Regions from separate parts of the Zea mays genome. Here region 1 is linked to region 2. A link is a contact called in public Hi-C data. All regions are on one chromosome and are shown on one strand. Each heading gives the region's core, a stretch centred on a gene start, on an enhancer-like site or on the middle of the called end of the contact. The rest is flanking DNA. Distances are from core to core; before and after follow the strand shown.

Region 1 (4,175 bases), core at 658-3,157, 120 kb after region 2:
TGGTGTTGAGTGTCTTTTCTATTGAGGAAAATTTATTTAGGTGGGAACTATTGTCCCCCACTTTCCAGATGACCTTAGAAAAAAATATGGTTGAATAACATCATCTATTTTAGACTATATTTATTTATAGTGCGTATATAACATCAAAATAATGTTTTGTATGTTCATTTACGTGTATGTGTGAACTCAGCCCTAATATAGGAGGACCAAGGTGGCTCGCCTGTTGCCCTAGTAAGACCGACTCCAACAGTTCCACCAAAGCCCCCTCAACCAAACATAGGGGGAGGTTTAGGGGATTTTGTCTCCAACACCTCTCCCTAAAGCTCCCCCTATGTACAAAGAGACATGAATCTTCTTGTATATATAGTGGGAGCATTATGATCCCTCTATATGTTAATTATTAACACATTTTAAACCCTAATTAGGCCCCATGCCATAATAAAAATATGTATTATGGTACTACAAACGTTGTATGAATTTTTAAATTTTCAAAAAAGATAAATACATGTTAATTAACTGAGTTATAGTGTATATGGTAGCTATATAAGGAGAATTGTTGGATACAAACTATATGTAGAAGGAGAATCTTTTAGGAGATGTAGTAAAATATATTAGAAATTACAGTTGGAGAGATCTGTAGGGAAAATTGTTGGAGAGAGCCACAAATGATTGTTTCTAGTCCTAGTTAGCTACAATAGAAGAATCCTAATTTTTCTTTAGAGTGTGCTTACCGTAGAAACCACACCACCTTGTTTTGTGTATTCCTAGTAATATGTTGACTTACTCATCTTCTTGTTAGATGCAGGGGTGTTTGGTTCTACCAAACTAAAATTTAGTCCATGTTACATCGAATATTTAAAAGACAATTACGAGTACTGAGTATAGTCTAATTATAAAGATGATTACATATATTAAGACTAACCAACGAGATGATTTATTAAGTCTAATTAAGCATATATTTAATACACGTAATTGATATTCAAACATTCAATGTGGCACGAACTAAACTTTAGTCTGGAAACCCAAACGCTTATTCCCCTTAAGACTTGTTTTGTTGCATGGAGATTAGTGGGGATCTAGGGCAATATAACCATTTGCTCAAAAAGGGATTATGTTGCGACTGGATCCCCTCTAACCTACATGCAACCAAACAAGCCATTAGGTTAGAAGGGATTGGGGAAAATGAACTATTTTCTCCTTAATCCCCGTTAACACCCTTCAACCCTCTTCTAACTAAACAAACCTTTATGTTCTTGGTTTATTAGGAATGTAGTGCTTGTCCTAGTTCTTTGCACTAGGCTGAGGATCGTAGCTGAACCATGTTGTTTTATTGATGTTGGTGTTGTAATTCTCTTCTTTCCCGCCGTTACTTATGTAATTAGTTCATGTTTTTTTGGAAAAATGAAAATACTTTGAAAAAAAAAAGAGATTTGCAAACTAGCCCTTGGATGGAAACTATTGTCCTCCACTTTTTTCGCTTTTCCGATGACCTTAGAAAAAATATGGTTGAAAAACATCATTTATTTTAGAATCTATATTTATCTACAGTGCCATATAACATCAAAATAATGTTTCATATGTTCATTTATTTGTACGTGTAACTAAGCTCTAATTTAGGAGAACCAAGATGGCCCACCTGCCGCCCTGGTAAGACCGGGCGAGGTAAAAGGGGAGAGCCGGAGAGGCGAGGAAAGGTCCGTAAAGAAACCAAGCGCGCCACAAAACCGAAGCATTGAGTGGTGAAGCGAGGACAGAAAAGGACACGCGGCTCAGCAGCGTCAATGGGCACGAGCGCGTGCTACCATGCGCCGTGGCGGGAAGCTAGAGTGCGCGGCTCCAGTATAAATTCTGCCGGGAAGACGGTGCCGCACACTCACCTCAGCCTCACCTGCCTTCCCAATCAATCGCATTCTCCGTCCGCGACCCAATCCAGGTGCCGACAGACCAGATACCAGAGCAAACAAGAAGCCGTCTCACTCCACGTCGCAAGGGAAATGGCCACCGCCTCGCTCGCACTGCTCGATCAGACGCTGCTGCCGTCCCCTCTGGCGTACAACGGCGGCTCCGACCGCCTCAGCCAGGAGATCTTCTCCATCCTCGAGTCCAACTTCCTATTCGGCGCGTCGCCGCTGGAGGGCGGCGCGTGCTCCGCGGGCCGCGTCCGCGTGCTGTCCATCGACGGGGGTGCCGACGGCGGCGCGCTGGCCGCCGCAGCGCTGGTACGGCTCGAGCGCCGCCTGCAGGAGCTCTCCGGCAACCCCGCCGCGCGCGTCGCGGACTTCTTCGACCTGGCGGCCGGCTCCGGCGCGGGCGGGTTCCTCGCGGCGGCGTTGTTCGCGTGCCGGATGCCCGCCGAGGCGGCGCGCGACGTCGTGGCCAAGAACCGGAAGGTCCTGTCCGGGCGTGGCGGGGGCCTGATGTCGTTCCGGCGCCCCGAGGCCGCGTTCCGGAAGGTGTTCGGTGACCTGACGGTGCGCGACGCCGCCAAGCCGCTGCTGATCCCGTGCTACGACATGGCCACCGCGGCGCCGTTCGTGTTCTCCCGCGCCGATGCCGTGGAGGCCGACGCGTTCGACTTCCCGCTGTGGCAGGTGTGCGCGGCGGCTTGCGGCGTGGGCCCCGCGGAGGTGGCGTCCCTGGACGGGCGCACCAGGCTGCGCGCCGCGTCGGGGGCGGGGGCAGGCGGGGGCGGCGCGTCGGCCGCCGTGGCCAACCCGACCGCCGTGGCGCTGACGCACGTGCTGCACAACAAGCGCGAGTTCCCCTTCGCCGCCGGCGCGGGAGATCTCGTGGTGCTGTCCCTCGGCGGGCGCGCCGCAGCCTCGCTGGGCCGGCTCTCGTCCTCCAGCCTCCTGCGCATCGCCGGAGCCTGCCAGGCCGACATGGTGAGCCTGCCTAGATGACCGTTTCTATCTCGAAAAGGGCGGCGGCGGCCGCCGCCGCCGCAGCAGCTGGAACGAAATGGAATGGACAAGACTGACACTGACACTGACAGTGCGCGCGGATTGTTTTGTTTTGCAGGTTGACCAGGCCGTGTCGATGGTGTTCGGGGAGAGCAGAGCGACCAACTACGTCCGCATCCAGGGCAACGGCATTGCGCCCGGCGAGACGGCGGAGGCGGCGCTGGCGGAGCGGGGCGTGGAGTCGGTGCTGTTCAGGGGAAAGAAGCTGATGGCGCAGACCAACGGCGAGCGGCTGGACGGCGTGGCGGAGCAGCTGGTCCGGGAGCACCACCGCCGACTGGAGAGCAAGACCCCCGTGGTGCTGGTGAAGCCCTCCGCCACGCCGCGGACGTCTTCGTCGTCGGCGTCCACGCTCATCACCGTGTCCACCAACTCGTCGTCGGAGTCGCCCTGAGACCGAGACGACGAGCGACCGACCGAGCGAGCCGTCAACAGACAGACAGAAGCAGCTCGGCTTTAACTAGCGTGGCCTTGCTTTGTTTTCAGCTTTTTTATTTATTGGTTCGTTTGGGTTTCTAGTTTAGCGCGGCGCCGGCGCCGGTGCTCGGGGTTTTGACTTTTGATTGCCTGCCGGCGCCGCCTGCGCGCTCGCTCCCGGTCCCGGCCGCCTGGCGCGGCCGGGAAGAAAGATCGAGGAGGGCTGTCGAGCGGCGAAGGCGCCAGAGATTTGTGTACGTAGCTAGAGGAAGGAGATGTGCCTGTATGTGTGCGTGTGCTGCAAACGCAGTGTATGTACGTGCGTACGTAGTAGAGTGCCCGGAGCTTGGATGATATTGCAATGCGATGTGACGATGCTACTGTCGGTGTGGCGTTTACTGATCACAGCTCAGCCCTTCTTCCTTTGTCCTGCGTCCTGGCCCTACGATACGATGCGATTCTTCAGAGTTTTACCTGATGGTGATGGCTTTGCTCCCGAACATTCTGATAGTGGAGTATTTTTTCTCTCTCTCTTTTTCACGCCATGGACTGATGAGCTGGAGGAGGAGAAAACACAACATCGTGAGGAGTACGAACTAGTACGTACTATCTGGCAGGAAGCCGTACGACTCGTTGGTCATCGCCATGAATGTGCTTGCTCACGCTCAGTGTGTGGTGGTTCAGCTGCCATCTCGGATCGGGAGACCCGACATGCTCTGCCGACCGACACCGACATACATCATCCATGTCTTGGCACGGAACGTAAAAGCGGAAAAGCACTATTGTTGGGCCGGG
Region 2 (4,086 bases), core at 715-3,214:
TCATGGGAGATCATGGGTGGATACGAAAAAAGCGGGCATTGTAGCGAGCTCATCTAGAGGAAACAAAAATATACACAACAACACTAATGTGACAACTGACTACAATGATGACATTGATTCTACGCCATTGCCCCCTCGCCTTCCACCCCTAATATGACAGCTGAGGACTATAATGTTGATGATGATTTTATGCCAATGCCCTTAACATCCAACCCCCAATGTGACAACTGATGACAAAAATGATGACGATAATTATGCCAATGACCCTCGCCATCCACCCCCTAATATGATAGCCGAGGACTACAATGACGACGATGATTTTATGCCAATACCCCCTCAACATCCACCCCTAATATGACAGTTGAGGACTACAATGACAATGATGAATTTATGCCAATGTCCCCTCACCATCCGCCGCTATCTCCAAAGAAATCAAATTTAAAATGGTTATGAATATAAAAATATCACTTAGCTCGTTTCATCTTTTATCTAAACATGTGTTTTCCGCTTACCACAAACTTTCGCTTTTAATTGGTGTCAACCAAAATAAGCCTTGTAGGGACAATTTTATCTTTTGAGGTGGCTTAAAAAAGAAAAACAACATAAAGAATAAAAAACATTGAATAAAAAAATTAACGTATCTAAATTTATATATGTTTAAGAATTTGAAATGCTTGTGGATCGAGGGTTAAAAGAAATGAGATGTACGGATTTAACTGCCATTAAGAAAGGCTTAGAACAACTTCAAAAACATATATTCTTCCTACAAGTGATTTGTAGAAAGAGAGACTTTACTAAAAAATCTATCCAACAATGTCTTTAATTAAATCTCTAAAGCAGATAATTAGCAGCTAAAATGTTTAGAACATGTGAGCTAATTGACTAACTAATTGTTAGCTATACCCTAAATAGTCATTAGTTGTTAGCTGCTCTACCTCAACTAAAACCGGCTAATAACTCATAAGTTGACTAACAACTAGCTCTAGAGGTTTAAAATAGAATATATATATATATATAGGTGGTTTATATTTTAGATTTCTCGTTAGCTAAAAATAAAGAGCGAGGGTGACTTCCAAGGGTGTCTATAAAATATAGAAAAAGTGTTAAAAAAGTATAAAGATATAGGAATTAATTTGCTCATGACTTTTAAAATGATGATTTGTAGGGTAAATTTCAGAAAGATAGTTGGAGAAGCAAGTTGTGCAGGCAGGCCTATCCTCGTCCTTCCAGTGCCATCCATGCATCTGCCGAGTTCCTATCGACCCATGGGCTGAACCCCACAACATTTCAAAAACATAATGGGCCGGACCATCAAGATATATTATGCTTATTAATACCTTTTAAAGGCGCAACTCACTGTAAGTCCAGAAACCATCAACGTCAAACACAAACAATTGGCAGAGGGAGACGAGGATTACTCGAAATAAATAAAAAAAAACTGGAGACGAGGGGATGGGTGCGTCAAGAAAATTAAGGTAGTGTTGGGTTCTAAAGCATGGTGGGATGGAATGGAACAACACTATTTCTAATTAATTAATGTTCGAATTGATTCCATATAAAACAAACAGAGTAACTTTAAACCAGAAATATTATATCCAAATATTGAATAATTTAGCTTGCTAAAAAATTCGGACGGAGCCACTCTGAAACAGAGCCGCTCTATTCCAACTGTCTCGGGAACCAAATACTACAACGTGACATGATTAACCATGACCAGCCAACACCGACGCCACCTTTTCTTTGTCGGAGACGAACAGCGAGCGCAACAGCGCGCGTCGCCGCCCAGAGCGCTCGATCGGCATCAGCTGTGTGGGCGGTGATCGCCTGCTGATTTGCAGTGCCGGGCTGTTGCCGAGAACGAGAAAAAGGTGGTTACGCGCGCGCGCGCACACACGTGCACAGGGCGCGGGAGAGCGACGTACGCCACAGCGCGCCACACAGCTGGCCGCACGCACAAGACACAGTTCTGTTCTCCCCGCTGGGCGAGCTCGGTCACTAGGCAACACAGCGGCACAAAGTGGTAGCCAGGGCCAGGACACAGTTACTTTACTCGCGGCTTGCACTTGGACGCAGGATGAGCCAGGACCGGGGCCCGGCCAACCGGCCATGAGGACGTGACACAACCAACAGCGGCACAAAGAAGTGGTAGGGCGATCGATCGATCGATCGCCCAGCGGGCGGGCGCCGGGCACCGCCACCGCCAGCGAACCACGGCCGCACAATCGCTTGTGCATGGAGGCCCCCTGTCGACTGGCCAACCCGTCCCTGTCCGCTCCGAAATTTCCTGATCCGCCGGCCAGCTTGCGCTTGCGCTTGCGCGCGCACGCACGCGCTCAGGACCCCGACCGACCGACCGTGCTTTGTTGCGGTCATCGCTCCGTCGTGTCGTTGATGAAATCGACCGTCGCTGCTCCGTATGGCTTGCGTGGCGGTGACGCCATGCATTCCGGTGACTGTGAGCAGAGGAGACGAGCTAGGGCAGCAGACGGCGGCGCGGAGAATGCATGGCGTGGGTAGATGCCTACTACTAGCTAGCCAAAGGTACATGCACTGCTTCCCGTTCCCGTGCGTGGTGACCGCGCGTAGCTGGCGTAGGCCAAGGCGTACGAGACGACGACGCTACTGGACGCGGCGCTCGGTGCCAGAGCACACGACGACGGACATTGATTTGATTCCATGGGAGTAAGGGCCGCACATGCCGCCGTACACCCGAGCGTACCGCACCGAGGCGCGAGATCCCATTCCCCTAGCTCCCCCACGAGGCCCCGACAGCCACTGCGCGAGATCCCCTCCGCGCCCGTACCGTACTGCATCCGCACCACACGGATCTGCAACCAGCATTCACTAGTGAGCTAGGAGACTAGGAGTAGTAGTAGAGAACTAACTACTAGAGCAGCACCGTCATCACCACCTATAGGCAGCTCGGCACCGACCAGCGACCAGCAGCGCGGCACGGGCGTTGAGCGCTCGCCACGCGCAGCACAGGCTAGTCCCGCACTCCCGCACCGCGTGCGTGCGGGGCGGGGGAGGTGTGGTGTGGTGTCCGGATCGGATGAACCAATGGATGCGTGGTTGGCCACCACAAGCAGCAGAAGCATCCGGCCCACCCCCACCCCATCCATGCGCCGACGCCACCGCCGTACCGTACTCCAGTCCGGTCCCCGGGCGTGCCAGCTAGCCCCCCGCCCGTACGTCGTGGCAGCTGGCCGGGAGTGACGGGCAGCCCGCCCACAGGCCACAGGGACGGGACGGGACGGGACGGGGCGTTGAATTGCTGCAGGGGAACGGAGATCGGCCGACCCGGGCGGGCGGGGCAGCCAGCTAGGTAGCTAGCGCGTGCCGTCTCGTCGGGTGCTCCGTCGCGTGGCGTCGCCGGGGCCAGCGTCCCCCGCCCAGCCCAGCCCACCCCCAACGACGCCCCCAGCGCTCGCCATCGCCACTCTATGTACTGCATGCATGCTGTGGCGCCTCCCATAACCGACGTGCCCCCACGCACCTGAGCCGCCGTACAGGCGTGGACCAGCGTGTGCGCGCACGCACCACTGGCCACTGGCCTTTTCGATTCTCAATGCCCCGACCCCGGGGTGATTGTGCCCATCACCACCAAATGCGGCCCGGGCCCCGCTGCTGGAACCGATCAAACTATCCACACTAGTTCTCTATATATCATCTCTCTGAATCCTATTTTTTTAACCACCGTTTAAAACATTTTCATTTCTTCTAAATCCTTGCTTCCGCAGTAGTTCCTCTAAACTCACCCTCTATACACAACGCACCATATTTTTAATATATTTTAAAGTAGATTTTTCCTATATGCATTTGTAATAGCCATTTCATACATATTCTATGTTTAATTAGTAGTTTATAATAGCAAAAATTTTAGGGAGAAAAAGGAGAAACACACTAACTATTAGGGGTGGGAGTATATGCCCCTACATGGAAGATGTCTATGCAACCGCTACGGATTTAGTGTGCTCCTAAAGCTTTAGATAGAGTTTTAGAGAGTACTGCTACGACCACTCTCAGTACCTCGCTCCTTGCTGGGTAGCTACCGCAGTTCGTGGACACGGAGGATGACGGCCCAGC

Evidence for each region. Hi-C and Micro-C count contacts between places; a contact is called where the count stands out from the background.
Region 1: a contact with region 2 is called in a Hi-C map of leaf, with 5 times the contacts expected there. The contact joins the promoter of LOC100274476 here to the enhancer-like site in region 2. A contact is called at or near these places in 7 of 25 Hi-C or Micro-C datasets (endosperm, leaf and tassel) and 1 of 3 datasets of contacts at active chromatin or transcription factors (leaf).

The regions. Positions count from the first base shown.
Region 1 is chr5:44,363,538-44,367,712 of Zm-B73-REFERENCE-NAM-5.0, forward strand. LOC100274476 (Patatin-like protein 6) reads left to right here and starts at 1,908. Exons shown (of 2, transcript NM_001148835.1): 1 at 1,908-2,885; 2 at 3,022-3,759. The coding sequence starts at 1,995. The coding sequence ends at 3,357.
Region 2 is chr5:44,244,532-44,248,617 of Zm-B73-REFERENCE-NAM-5.0, forward strand. No RefSeq gene overlaps it. Among protein-coding and RNA genes, the nearest start is that of LOC100304255, 95 kb to the left of the region's middle. Within about 2 kb of position 1,965, at least 19 of the 20 cell types and tissues checked have an H3K27ac peak or open chromatin away from gene starts, as enhancers often do. A contact at or near this core is called in endosperm, leaf and tassel, where this site is marked.